2 separate regions of the Sus scrofa genome follow, and region 1 is linked to region 2. The links are chromatin contacts, called in public HiChIP or PLAC-seq maps. All regions are on one chromosome and are shown on one strand. Each heading gives the region's core, a stretch centred on a gene start, on an enhancer-like site or on the middle of the called end of the contact. The rest is flanking DNA. Distances are from core to core; before and after follow the strand shown. Region 1 holds the start of ERAP1 (endoplasmic reticulum aminopeptidase 1). Region 2 holds the start of GLRX (glutaredoxin).

The links. HiChIP or PLAC-seq counts read pairs in DNA pulled down with a chosen protein or histone mark.
Region 1: an H3K27ac HiChIP or PLAC-seq map of alveolar macrophages shows a contact between it and region 2. The contact joins the promoter of ERAP1 here to the promoter of GLRX in region 2. A contact is called at or near these places in 1 of 5 promoter capture datasets (fetal liver) and 1 of 2 datasets of contacts at active chromatin or transcription factors (alveolar macrophages).

Annotation. Positions count from the first base shown.
Region 1 is chr2:103,412,159-103,418,501 of Sscrofa11.1, forward strand. It overlaps ERAP1 (endoplasmic reticulum aminopeptidase 1), which reads right to left and starts at 2,908. Exons shown (of 21, transcript XM_021085396.1): 1 at 2,786-2,908.
Region 2 is chr2:102,433,498-102,439,465 of Sscrofa11.1, forward strand. GLRX (glutaredoxin) reads right to left here and starts at 4,264. Exons shown (of 3, transcript NM_214233.1): 1 at 4,041-4,264. The coding sequence starts at 4,247.

The DNA.
Region 1 (6,343 bases), core at 1,658-4,157, 980 kb after region 2:
TCAACACCAAGATAGTAAAGACTTCCTGCCACCACTTCCTCAGGCAGAGCCCAAGAGTAGGGGCAGAATGATGAATTTGCCTTGAAGTTGGAAGGCCAGAGATAAAGGGAACTTGTACGATGCTTCCACTTGGACTTTCTGATGGCAGTAGCTTAGTGGGTGTGGACCACACCCCAAGATGCTAGAGGGCACAGTGAAGGTGACAGGTTCAGGCATGTGAGGACGCTGGGAGTCCTCAAAGATTTTCCAATAGCCCAAGAGGAGATCCAAAAACGTTAACTGGTTCTGAGCTGACAGCAAGGCTCATGAGCTGCTGAAGGGCTTGACAGTGGTACCTCACAGCAAAGGCTTTGCAGTGTTGAGTCCAGGAGAAGAAGAGGCCAAAGAGAACATGGTTGTGTCTCAGAAGGATGCAGTGCCAGGAAACCAAAATACAACATGTGATGTAGACAGCAGAAATGTTGGAATTTATACATACATCCATGTATAATTATAACTGAATTAATAATGTATTTATTAGGTTTACAGTCAGAAAAGAAAATCTGGCTGTGACCTTGGGCAGGTTCCTTAATCCCAGTTTCATTTTCTTCCTGTGTAAAATGTGATGATACCTGTCTCACAGGACAGCAGTTAAGATTAAATAAGTTAAACTATTTTCAATCACTCTTTCCAAAGATATTTATTGAGGGCCTATCATGTACAAAGGTTTTGCTAAGGCAATGCAAAGCAGCAAGATCCCTGACCTCAAAAAGCATAATAGTTGGGTGGGGTGATTTTTAACTAATTTACACAAATACAGATATACACAGATAGTTACCCATCATGATTAGCTATGAAGAAAACAGCAGCACATATTGAAAGAGAGTAATAGGGCTGACTCACACTGGGGCTTTCTGAGATTTTTAGCTGAGATTTCAAGGACAAATGCAAGTTAGCTAAGGAGAGAAAGAGACAGAGGTTTCCAGACAGAGGGAATGCTACACATCTTTGCAAGCTCTGAGTCAGGAGAGAGTGCAAGTTATTTACAAGGCCAGTGAACCTGAAGCACAACATGTGGCAGAAAGATGCATCTTTGGGGACAGACCACCACACAGCCTTATAAGCATCCAAAGGATTTTGGTTCTATCCTAGGGGCAATAAGAAGCCACTGGATTTTGATCTCGGGGACCTTAGGATCTGGTTGACGCCTTAAGAAAATCATCTTGGTTGCTGTGTGGGGTGTGAGGACTGAGAAGAAGGGAAGGCCAGTTAGAAAGTAGTCTAGACAGAGTAAGTACGATGGTGGTTTGTATTGGAGTGATGTCAACAGAAATCAGGGCAGGGGGCTGGGGACACAGAGAGATGGAGATATTCAACATCCATATTTACGGTGGATTAGAAGTGGCGAGTGAAAGGACAGGACTATCAGGATGGCTGCCAGGTTTCTAAAATGAACATCTGGGTGGTCATAGGTGCCCTTTATTGAAATGGGAAGGCCAGAGGTGGAATGGGTTTAAAAGAGAGGAGAGGGAATCAAGGTTTAGTTTTAAATATATTGAATGTGTGATGTCTAAGAGATATCCAAGGGGAAGCATCAAGAAGGCAGTTAAATATACACAGATTGAGAACAGAGAGAGAAGAGTTTTAAAAGAATTTCCTGTACTTGACTGCACTCTTTTAAAGTTTCAAAAAGTACCTTCCTTTGTCATCTGATCTTACTAAAAGCTTCTTCACAATCAATGTGGATGAAAATGTGGCAGTAACGGAGTACTTAACTTACCTCATAGCCAGGAAGAGTTCAAGACACTTTAGGAACCTTACTGCCTTTGGTGAGTGTGACTTTTCCCATTCACACAAGAAGTCAGGGGCAACTCATCCTGGGCTATGTCACCTTCCCTTTATTGGGACACTATGGGATGTGAAATTCATCATCAACAGGACCTTCTTCCAACATGCTCTGAACAATGAAATTAACAAGCCCTAATAACAGCATGTCACTGCTGGTAAATGATACAGATGTTGAATTAATTCGATATTTAACACAGTGGAATTTTTTTCTATTTAGACCCACCTGAAAATGTGCTACAGTACAGTTACAACGTCTTGGAAAAAGAGACAATGCTGGCCAATTTTTAGAAGTATTTTTTGAAATTATTGACCGCATCCTGAGTTGAGAGCAAATATTCTGTGCATTTAATAGAAAACAAAGCATTCTTTCTGAATGTGGCCTCAAACAAACAAACAAACAAACAACTCCATGAAAAGGGTGAGGAAGTGTCTGCACTTCCTCCTTCTTATGAAATTAACTTGCAGGTCCAACTGGTGAGAAAGGCACCCAAAGCGGAAATTTTAATTTGCTCAAACAGGAGTGTTTTAACTCTGAATAAACCCTGGCGGCGCCAGAGCCAAAGTGAGGACAGAAAACTGCTGGCAAGAAGTACAGGAGAAGCAAGGAGAGAAACGATCTTGAGGACACTCACAGAGGTTCCCACAACACTCCTGCGCCTGGAAGTAACCAAAGCCGCGTTCCAGTCTCTGACTACTAGCCACATGGTACCCTCCTTGGCCTAACCCCACCGTCCGTCCACCGGTCCCTCCACTTGGCCCTACTCAGGTGTCAGGTGGACCGGGCGCCGGCAGGAACCCAGGCTCCAGCGAGTGCAGAGGGAGGCTTCTGCCAGCCGCCTGGCCATGGGACTGAGTGGAGCAAGACCACCACCGGCCCTGCGCTCCTGGCCATCTCCCAGTAGAAAAGAGGGACAAGGACAGCAGCGGTACTGGGCTGGCGCCAACCCCGCCACCTTACCTGTGGACGCCACCCTCCCTGTGGACTCGATCCCCAGATCCCCAGGCCACACGAGACGCAGCCTCCTGGTCCTCCTCCTCCCCTTGCTCCAGGCCCCCGGGGCCTCCCCCCTCAGAGAGGATGCCCAGGTCATGCCCTTGCCCAGCCCTGTAGCCCCCTCCCAGCGGAGCGCACTGGGGAGGGGCTCCCTGTACCTGGGGCTCCGGACCACGCTGGCTGGCCCTTGCTCCTCTGCAGCCTGCCCTGCCCTTGCCGGCACAGGGACCGAAAGTGAAAGTAGAACCGGAGCTGCAGGCGGCGTGCGGGGTGCTGGGCCGAGCCGGGGCAGGCGCAGGGAGGCCCCTAGCCGAGGTGGGAGCTGGGGAAGGGAAAACCCGGGTATGGGGCTGAGTGGACACCATTGTTCCCCAGAGGCGAATTCACAAAACAGTGCTGTTTGCGTGTGGGAAACAGCAGGGTTATGATACAGGAGGGACCTGGCGGAGAGGGGCTCCCCTTTCGGAACGCAGATCATTTTCTCCGTCTCTGGACGGTTATTGTTGCTTTTTCATAGATTAGCCTTCGGTTCGGCCGAGGTTTGTGGGTTAGGAGGGGGCTAATGCGTTTAGAGGGCCATCCACTGACTGGATGCCCCCACCCAGAAATAGCTCGAAGCTCGTTGGACTCAAGGGATGTCCATCATCTCGCCTCTACAAATGGGCTGAGAGCTCTGAGAGCTCGTGGCCCGCCTCAGAGAAACAGAATCCGGAAGGACTCTTTGTTTCTGCCAAACACTGAATCCCCTGGGTCTCAGTGGGCTGGCCTTTGGGTTGTAGAAGGATTTGGCTAAGAGTGCGAAATAGGTGGAAGCGGGATGTAGCTGGTCCGAACTGCTCCACCATGACCCAGAAGTTTGCTGCTCCCCACATGAAAACGTTCTCCCTGCTTTTTCAAATCAGGTCACCGTTTCTATGCTCCTCTTAGAACACTGAACCTGGATGAAAGGTCGCCAAAAGCCCATCTTGAAACATTTGAAGGTAAATGCAGTAACAAGCCAAGAAAACACAAATATTTATACTCACCAAATGCTGGCCCCTCTGCGACTTATTCTCACTCTACTCAAGCTTTCTCCTTTCATTTCCTTCTCTGCCGCCCTGCCTTGGAAAACGGGGGGGGGGGGGGTTCCAAGTTGCTAGAATAGTATTTCTCAGCTTTTCTGTCTTCCATCTTATGCCTCCTTTTGAAAAAATATATTTTGTTCTGCATATTCTCTCCAGTCAAAGATATTCTGTAATATAAACTTAATACCCTGTCCCCAGGCCCAATCAGAGTGGGATCAAGGGAAATGTCTACACTTCTACAAGGAGCCAGTTTGGGATCAGGTAATTTGCACGTTTGAACTGCAGCAGGGCTGTCAGTGGCTCGCTATAACCTCCAAGGCCTCTGGGTGTCAGTGAGTGATCCTGCTTTGCTCAGATGAGAGATTTCTGTTCAGTAAACGCACGCATTTCTTTGTTTTCATATTTTTATTACAGGATATGCTGTTTTCCCTTCAGTTTCTATTTAGTGTCTTTTGAAATATTTCTTGAAAGTCAGGATGGAAGGAACTGAAGGCGCCCCAACAGACAGGAGGCTGCCAGGAGTGACATGTGAGAAGGCAGGAGGAGAGGAAGGTCTTTACAGACACCTGGGCAGAGGGATCAGGAATGAAATGTCAGCAAGGAGAAAGCTGACACCAGGCTTTTCTCTCACAGCTCCACCCTCACGCAGACTTTGGACTTGGTTACACCCGGCTAAGACTCCCTCTTCAGAATCCAAGTGCACTACAAATAAAGCAATAAGAGGATTTGGCAGCATTCCCTTCTAGTTTCAAAGTTCCAGCAGAGATACATTGGATGCAGAACTCCTCGGAGTGAGGACTTTAAATGTGAAGGAGCCCCAGTTGTAGAGGTTGTCAGATCAAAACTTAGCAACTACCAAGCTTAGAAATGCTGTTGGAGGGAAGAGCACAGGAAGGGCCTCTCAGTTTATTAATTACTTACAACTGTTAGATACTCTGCTAAATGCTAGCTGTATGCACTTGTGTATATATGTTTGTATAATTTTATCTTTTCAGTGAACATAAAATGTAGGTATCAGGCTTTATAAATGAGAAAAGTGAGAGGCTGGAAGCATGCTCAAAGTCAAAGAGAAAATAAAAAGTGAAACCTAATTTGAGCCCTCCATAGGTCTCTTTGACTCCAAAGTGCATGTTTTTTGCACTGACTCACATGGCTTCCTCAGCTAGCTGTTATTCACTCCCTCCCCCTCTTCACCTCAACCCCATTTCACTTGGCACTTCTAGCTTTGCTCTTTTCCAGGCAGCCCCTAGGAATTCCCCAGCCTGCAAAACCTTCCTGGAGCCTCTGGATTTCCTCCCAATGGATATTATGTTATGCTGCTATAACAGAGCAACTCTAAGACATCACTAGTTTAAGAACACAAAGCTTTGTTTCTCACTCATGGTGCAGAGCCATGGCTGACAGGCAGGGTACTCTGCCCTGCACAAGAAGCTCAGCATCATGTAGGCGCATTTAATGAAGCTTTTGGCCTTCCAGATCACCCTGGCAAGAAAGAGGAAGGCTGGAGAATGACACATCAGCCTGTTCCTACCTCAGCACTGCGTATCACACATGACTTCCACTCACATTTCATTGGCCAGAACTAACTACATGGTCTTCTGCAAATGCAACCAGGGGTTGGTAAACACTAATAGTATTGTCCACCACATGCTTTAAGAGACTCAGTTGAGCTTGTGCATGTTAGAAACTTCTAAGTGTCCTTAGTCTCAGATGGGAGCTGGGAGGAGGAGGAGGGAGTCCACCTCAGGCTTTAGCCATTGCACATGTATTTTGGGTTATTAATGATGAGTTTGTTTGTTTTTTTGTTTTTTGTTTTTTGTTTTTTTGATCAAGTGGCATTCAGTTCTGCCTTAATTAATTACATCAATTCTGTACTCTTAGCTTTTGTTGAGCAATGTCAGCATTTGGCTCATTTCCTCTCTTTTGCTGCCAAAGTTGCTGCCATTTTGACCATATCACTGTTCTCCTTTTTGATGTATCCAGAATCATGATGTAGAAAACAGAGAAAAGTGGGGCTGCTCTGATATAGTGGGATAATCCCACCCATTCAGTCCTTGCCATACCTCTCAAACCCACTCCTGCACCTCCTTCCACCCCTACACACACACACACACACACACACACACACACACACACACACACACCACACACACACACACACACTTTGGTCTCTGAGGCACCTCCACAGGCTCTTTTGGCCCCAGAACATTTTATTTTATTTTATTTTATTTTACTATCTTTTTAGGGCCACACCCATGGCATACGGAAGTTCCCAGGCTAGGGGTTGAATCTGAGCTACAGCTGCCTGCCTACGCCAAGCCACAGCAACGACAGATCCGAGCCATGACTGTGACCTACACCACAGCTCATGGCAATGCCTTAACCCACTGAGCGAGGCCAGGAGTCAAATCAGGGATACTAGTCAGGTTCGTCATTGCTGAGGTACGACGGGAAATCC
Region 2 (5,968 bases), core at 3,014-5,513:
GGACCCTTTCAAAAGTCAGACAGGCTTCATCCCCTGCTCAGAACCCTCAGTTGCATCTCATTTCCCTTCACAAGCAGAGCCCTCGTGATGGGTTGAAAGGCCTTGTCAGCCTGTACCCCATGATCTCTCAAACCACATCTCCTCCTGCTAACTCACTACCCTCCACCCACACAGGCCTCCTTGGCGGCTTCTACCCACAGGACCTTAGCGCTTGCTGTTCCTACTGCCAGGAATGCCCTCCCCCTAAACTTCTGCATGGCTTGTTCCTCCACTTCCTTTAAAGATCCTCTAAAATCAGAAAGGCCTGATGACTCCATTTAAAACTGTACCTTGCTGCCTACAGCCTTCCTCCCCTTCCTACCTGGTGTTTCTGCATAGCACAAATCACCACTTCCCAACATATTTTTATTGTGTTTATTAGAATAGAAGTTCCACAAAGTCAATAATTTTTGTTCACTCTGGTCATGGCCGTATTTCCAGTATCCAGAAAGATGCCCCGTAGAGTAGATGCTTAAACATATTTGTTGTACCCATCAAAATTATCCTTCAAAAGTGAAGGAGAAAAAGACTTTCTCATACAAACAAAAAAATAAGGGAATTTGTCCTATGATCTGCCTTGTGGGGAATGTTCAAAAACATTCTTTAGAAAGAAAAATGGTACAGGTTAGGAGCTTGGATTTACATAAAGAAGGAAAGGAAGTGAAGGCACCTGTCTAGGAGCTATGGCTATAGTGAAACCAAAGCAAGTTTCCCTAAGCACAGGGCCTGATTGAAGTCCTACTGTCTGTAATCAATCCAGCCCTGTAAGCTCTTACTGCTTGTACAGTGCAACTGTCATTACAGGATAAGCAACCGCTCCTAATGGTTCAGTGTCTTGGAATAGAAACCTTTCCTTGTTGGGGATCATGAGGTATGAGACTTTAAAGTATTTGATCTTCTCCTTGGAAGAATGCGTTCTGGGAGTTCCCATTATGCCTCTGACTAGTATCCATGAGGATGTGGATTCGATCCCTGGCCTTGCTCAGTGGGTTAATATCTGGCATTGCCATGAGCTGTGTGGTGTAGGTCGCAGACGAGGCTCGGATCCTAAGTTGCTGTGGCTGTGGAGTAGGCCAGCAGCACAGCTCTGATTTGACCTGTAGCCCAGGAACTTCCATATGTCACATGTGTGGCCCTAGGAGGCAAAAAGGAAAAAAATAAAAAAGAATGCATTCAGGACTCAAGAACCTGTGAAAAATATTTTGAAAAATTCAAAAACAAACTTAGAGTTCCCGCTGTGGCCCAGCAGAAACAAACCTATTATCTATGAGGATGTGGGCTTGATCCCTGGCCCTGCTTAGTGGATTAAGGATCTGGCATTGCCATGAGCTGTGGTGTAGGCCAGCAGTGCACATTGATTCTCCTCCTAGCTTGAGAACTTTCATATACTGCTCCTGTGGCCCTAAACAAAACAAAAAAAACCCTTAAAGGATCGCTAAAACAAAGTGTTGCTTTATAAAGAAATAAAAAGGAGTTCCCATTGTGGCACAGTGGAAACGAATCCGACTAATAACCATGAGGTTGTGGGTTTGATCCCTGGCCTTGCCTAGTGGGTTAAGGATCTGGCATTGTCGTGAGCTGTGGTATAGGTTGCTGGCAGCTGTAACTCTGATTCGACCCCTAGCCTGGGAACTTACATATGCCGTGGGTGTGGCCCTAAAAAGCCAAAAAAAAAAAAAAAGAAAGAAAAACGAAAAAAAAAAATTGTTGAATATATTAAGGGGATTGCTTAATTTTTCCTCCTAGAGAATTTGATACTGCTGGGCTGAAAGACATAGCTTTGAAACTTTGTTGCAAATTACCTAGGGATTTTTGTTTTGATAGGAAATTAAACTATTTTCACTTCCAGATTTACTGAGGTATAATTGACAGGTAAATTTGTATATTTAAGGTGTATACTGTCTTAGTTTGATGTCCACATACATTATTCTGAAATGATTACCGCCATCCAGTTAATTAACACACCCATCACCTAACAGCTACCATCTGTATGTGTGCGTGGTGAGAACACTTAGGATCTAATCTGGTAACAAACTGCAAACATGCAATACACTATCACCACTCAGAGCCACCATGCTGGACATTGCACCCTAGAACTTAGTTGTCTTCTAACTTAGTGTTTATATCCATGACCTAGGGAATCTTTAAAATGCTGAATGGGAGTTCCCGTCCGGCGTTGCCGTGAGCTGTGGTGTAGGTTGCAGACGCGGCTCGGATCCCGCATTGCTGTGGCTCTGGCGTAGGCCAGTGGCTACAGCTCCGATTCAACCCCTAGCCTGGGAACCTCCATATGCCGGGGGAGCGGCCCAAGAAATAGCAACAACAACAACAACAAAAAAAAGAGAGACAAAAGACAAAAAAAAAAAAAAAAAATACTGAATGAAGCCTGGATGCTACCTCCCGTATTATGATTTAATTGGCTTGGGGTATAACTTGAGCATTAAAAAAAGGCTCCTCAGGAGTTCCCGTCATGGCACAGAGGAAATGAATCTGACTAGGAACCATGAGGTTTCTGGTTGAATCCCTGGCCTCGCTCAGTGGGTTAAGGATCTGGTGAGCTGTGGTGTAAGTCATAGTCGCAGCTTAGATCTGGAGTGGCTGGGGCTGGGGCATAGGCTGGCAGCTGTAGCTGATTTGACCCCTAGACTGGGAACCTCCATATACCTTGGGTGCAGACCTAAAAAAGCAAAGTAAATTAAAAAAAATTTTTAAAGCCCCTCAGGTGATTCTAATGTGCAGCAAAATTTAGGAACCACTGGCCGAGAGACCATCAGAGCTGGGCCATGGCAGTACTTGCCCTGCCCTTTCCCCCTCAGGACCGGGGCAACCTACACAGCTGGTGGTCCAGCCAAGCAGCAAGAGGCTTTCTGGCCATGGTGTCCTGTTCCAGGGCCTTCCAGAGACCAGGGTCCTCAGACCCCAGCCAGGGCCCTGGAAACAATAGGGTAACATGTATGGCCTCCCTCCCTCTCTGCACCAGAAAGCTGACTTCTGACTAGAGAGGTAGGAGAGAAACAGCCTCCCCTTCTTTACCCTAAGAACCCAGAGAAAACCCTGCAAGTCAAACTAAACCTGAGCTAGGATACATGCTTCTGTGCACACCATGTGGTAGAATGTGCACCCTGAAAGGGAGCTTGGCTGAGCTGGTGGGACATCCCTCACCAACCCCCGTCCCCAGCACCTGAACTGCTACTGGTGACCTGGCTGGCTGGCTGAGGAAGAGGAAGCCTTTTCAGAAAGGGAGCGGCTCCTAGGGTCTCACTGTCTGTCCACAGCAAACAGGAAGTAGAGGTGGCCTACTCCAGCGTGGCGCTGCAGCCAGGAGGTCGCTGGCAGTCACAGAGGAGGTGACTTGCCAGGATCAACCAGCAAGCCATTGTGAGAGCCATCCGGACTCTGGCCTCCCTCCCTACTCTTGACAGGTCTGGAAATATCCCGTCATTTAGAATGAGGTTCTTCCCTGGGAGGAGTTAGATAGGATATGGAAAAATGAGCAAATTAGGTTAAGTTTAAAGAGATCCTGGAGGTAAGACTGAAGGGCAGCAAATCCTCCTTGGCCATGTGAACCCAGAGGAAAAAGTGCCGGCGGTTCTAACTCAACAACAGAAATGTACAGCTCACACTTGGCTCCTCCACCCCTCCTCCCACTTCAGCCCTCAAACTGTCACTTCTCGGCAGTGCTTAAGACAAAGACTCCAGATAGCTCCTCAGTGACTCCAGGACAGCTGCTGGGCCCATGACCCTGACGCACAGCACGGTCAGCTGTGCTCTGTCCTCTGATCCGAGAGCACCTTTGGCTGAAGTCCAGCCACCCTTTCAAGGAAGCAGTGTCTTCTCTCCGGCACCCTCCCCCTCCCCACACAGCCCTCCCGCTGCCTGGAGTGACGGAGCCCTAGCGGTGTCCTAGAGGAAGGCAAAGGCATCCCCTGTTCACACCCCAGGCAAGAAAAAGGAATCCGGGAGCCTTTTATCCAACCTTCCGAATGAAACCCCCGGCTCACCGTTCTGGCTCCTGTGAGCTGTTGCAGATAATCTTGAATCTCGTTGGTGTCACTGGTGGCTGTAATATCGACAAATTCCAGAAGCCCTTCTTTGAAGGGCAATTGGCTGAGGAGCTCCTGTGTCTTTCTGCAGAAGGGGCAGGTGGGCTTGATGAAAACTACCACCTTCCCAGGCTGGATTTTGCTGTTCACAAATGCTTGAGCCATGCTGACAGGCGGCTGCCTCCCCGGAGGAAACCTCAACAGAAGGTATTGCTCGGGTGTAAAACGGAGGCCCCAGCCAGCGGGCTTTCATTTAAAGGAACCTCCCTGGAGGAGGAGTTTGCCTGGTAGCGTGCTCAACTTTTAAAGGGCCAGCCCCGAAGTCATTTCAGTTGGAGTGATTCACCAGCTAGACCTCTGGAGGAAGGCGCGCTTGCATGCTTGCATGTCATCATCAGCGGCTGTGCCCAGGGCATCACTGACCTCAGCTCTTTTAGGAATGCCCATCCTTGGAAAAAGAGCAGAGTCACCTTACTCTCTGAGGAAGCATTAAGTGTACAGACCAGTCCCAGAGGGGGTGGGCTGAGCAGGCAGGGTCTTCTTAGAGTTAAATCTTTGTTGTCTCTCTCAGAGTCACGGTTCCTAAAGACACATGCAAACAGAATCATTCAAGAAACAGAACGAACGCGCCAAAATATCTTTAGAGGAAGTGAAATTGAAATGGTGGCTTTGCGTCCTGTCTTGCTTGGCTAGCACTGTTTGCTGTTGTGACTGTTTAATGGAATTTCCAACATTTAAACATCTGGGGATTTCACAGAAGAACCTAGACTTGGCACCTCTATGAAAAGTCAGTTCACCCTCATGTGTGGCAGTAGCTGGGGCTGAGATGCTCAGGTCTGCCCACAGGCATGGGGGTTGGGGAGTGCTGGCTCCTACCTTCTGGACACCTGCCACTCATTCCTTAGCGTTTGAGTTTGTGACCCTTGACAGCAGTTTCGCAAGGCAGCAAATTCTAACACAAACCCTAATTTCAAAGTGCCAATTCCATGTGGGGCCTTTTCTCTCTTTGATCCTTTGTTTATGACCCTTTGTTTTCACTGTTGTTGAGTCGAGGACGTGGTGTAATAACTCACTTATCACATTCATCACATTTACCTGCTCTTTCCCTGGTGCCCACATGCTCAGGGGGTGGTGAGTGAGGTCTGTTGTTCCAGGACTGACTATGACCCCTCTGCGTGCAGGGTGTTAAATAAAGAAATCAGGGAATACTACCTCCTTTAAAAATGAACTCTCCTTTTCCCCAGGAAGTTTTACACTGAAATCAGGACCCCCGCCAGAGCTGCCCACCTTCACTGATGGTCCCTTCAGAAGCCGGAGCCTAATGTCATCCAGAGAAGGGAAGAAAGTTGATTCCCAGAAGCAGCTCTAATTATTACTAAAGCTAAATGGCAAAGCAAGAAACCCAGATGCTAAGACACAAAGAAGGACTGATAGTTAAGATCTCTGTCAGCAAATGGAACATGTTGCGGGGGAAGGCCTGAGGTGACTGGGCCTCCTCAGGGCTTGGGACTTCTCAGCCCTCAGCTTTCCTGAATAAGCTCCTGGCAGAGTCCTTGTCACCTCTCTTTGTCTCTTTCCTTTAGCTCAGACTCCTGCAGCCCAGGCTCTCTTCAGGGCCACCCTTGGCTCACTGGCCCAAGGTTCCTCAGCCCACCTTGTGCCTGGCGATCCCCTCAGAACGGCTTTCTTCTCAGTGTCTGGGGTTAGCCTCTCCCTCTCCGCTGGCTCTTTGTCTTCGGCATGTGACTCTGGTCACATCTGTCCCTTGTTACAAACACCACCCCCACCTTCCATCGCTTTTGATCCTGCTTCCTTGCCTCTGTCCTTCCCTACCAGCCAATCTCATGGAACTTGCTGCTTTGTTTGCCATCTGTACTGACTCACCT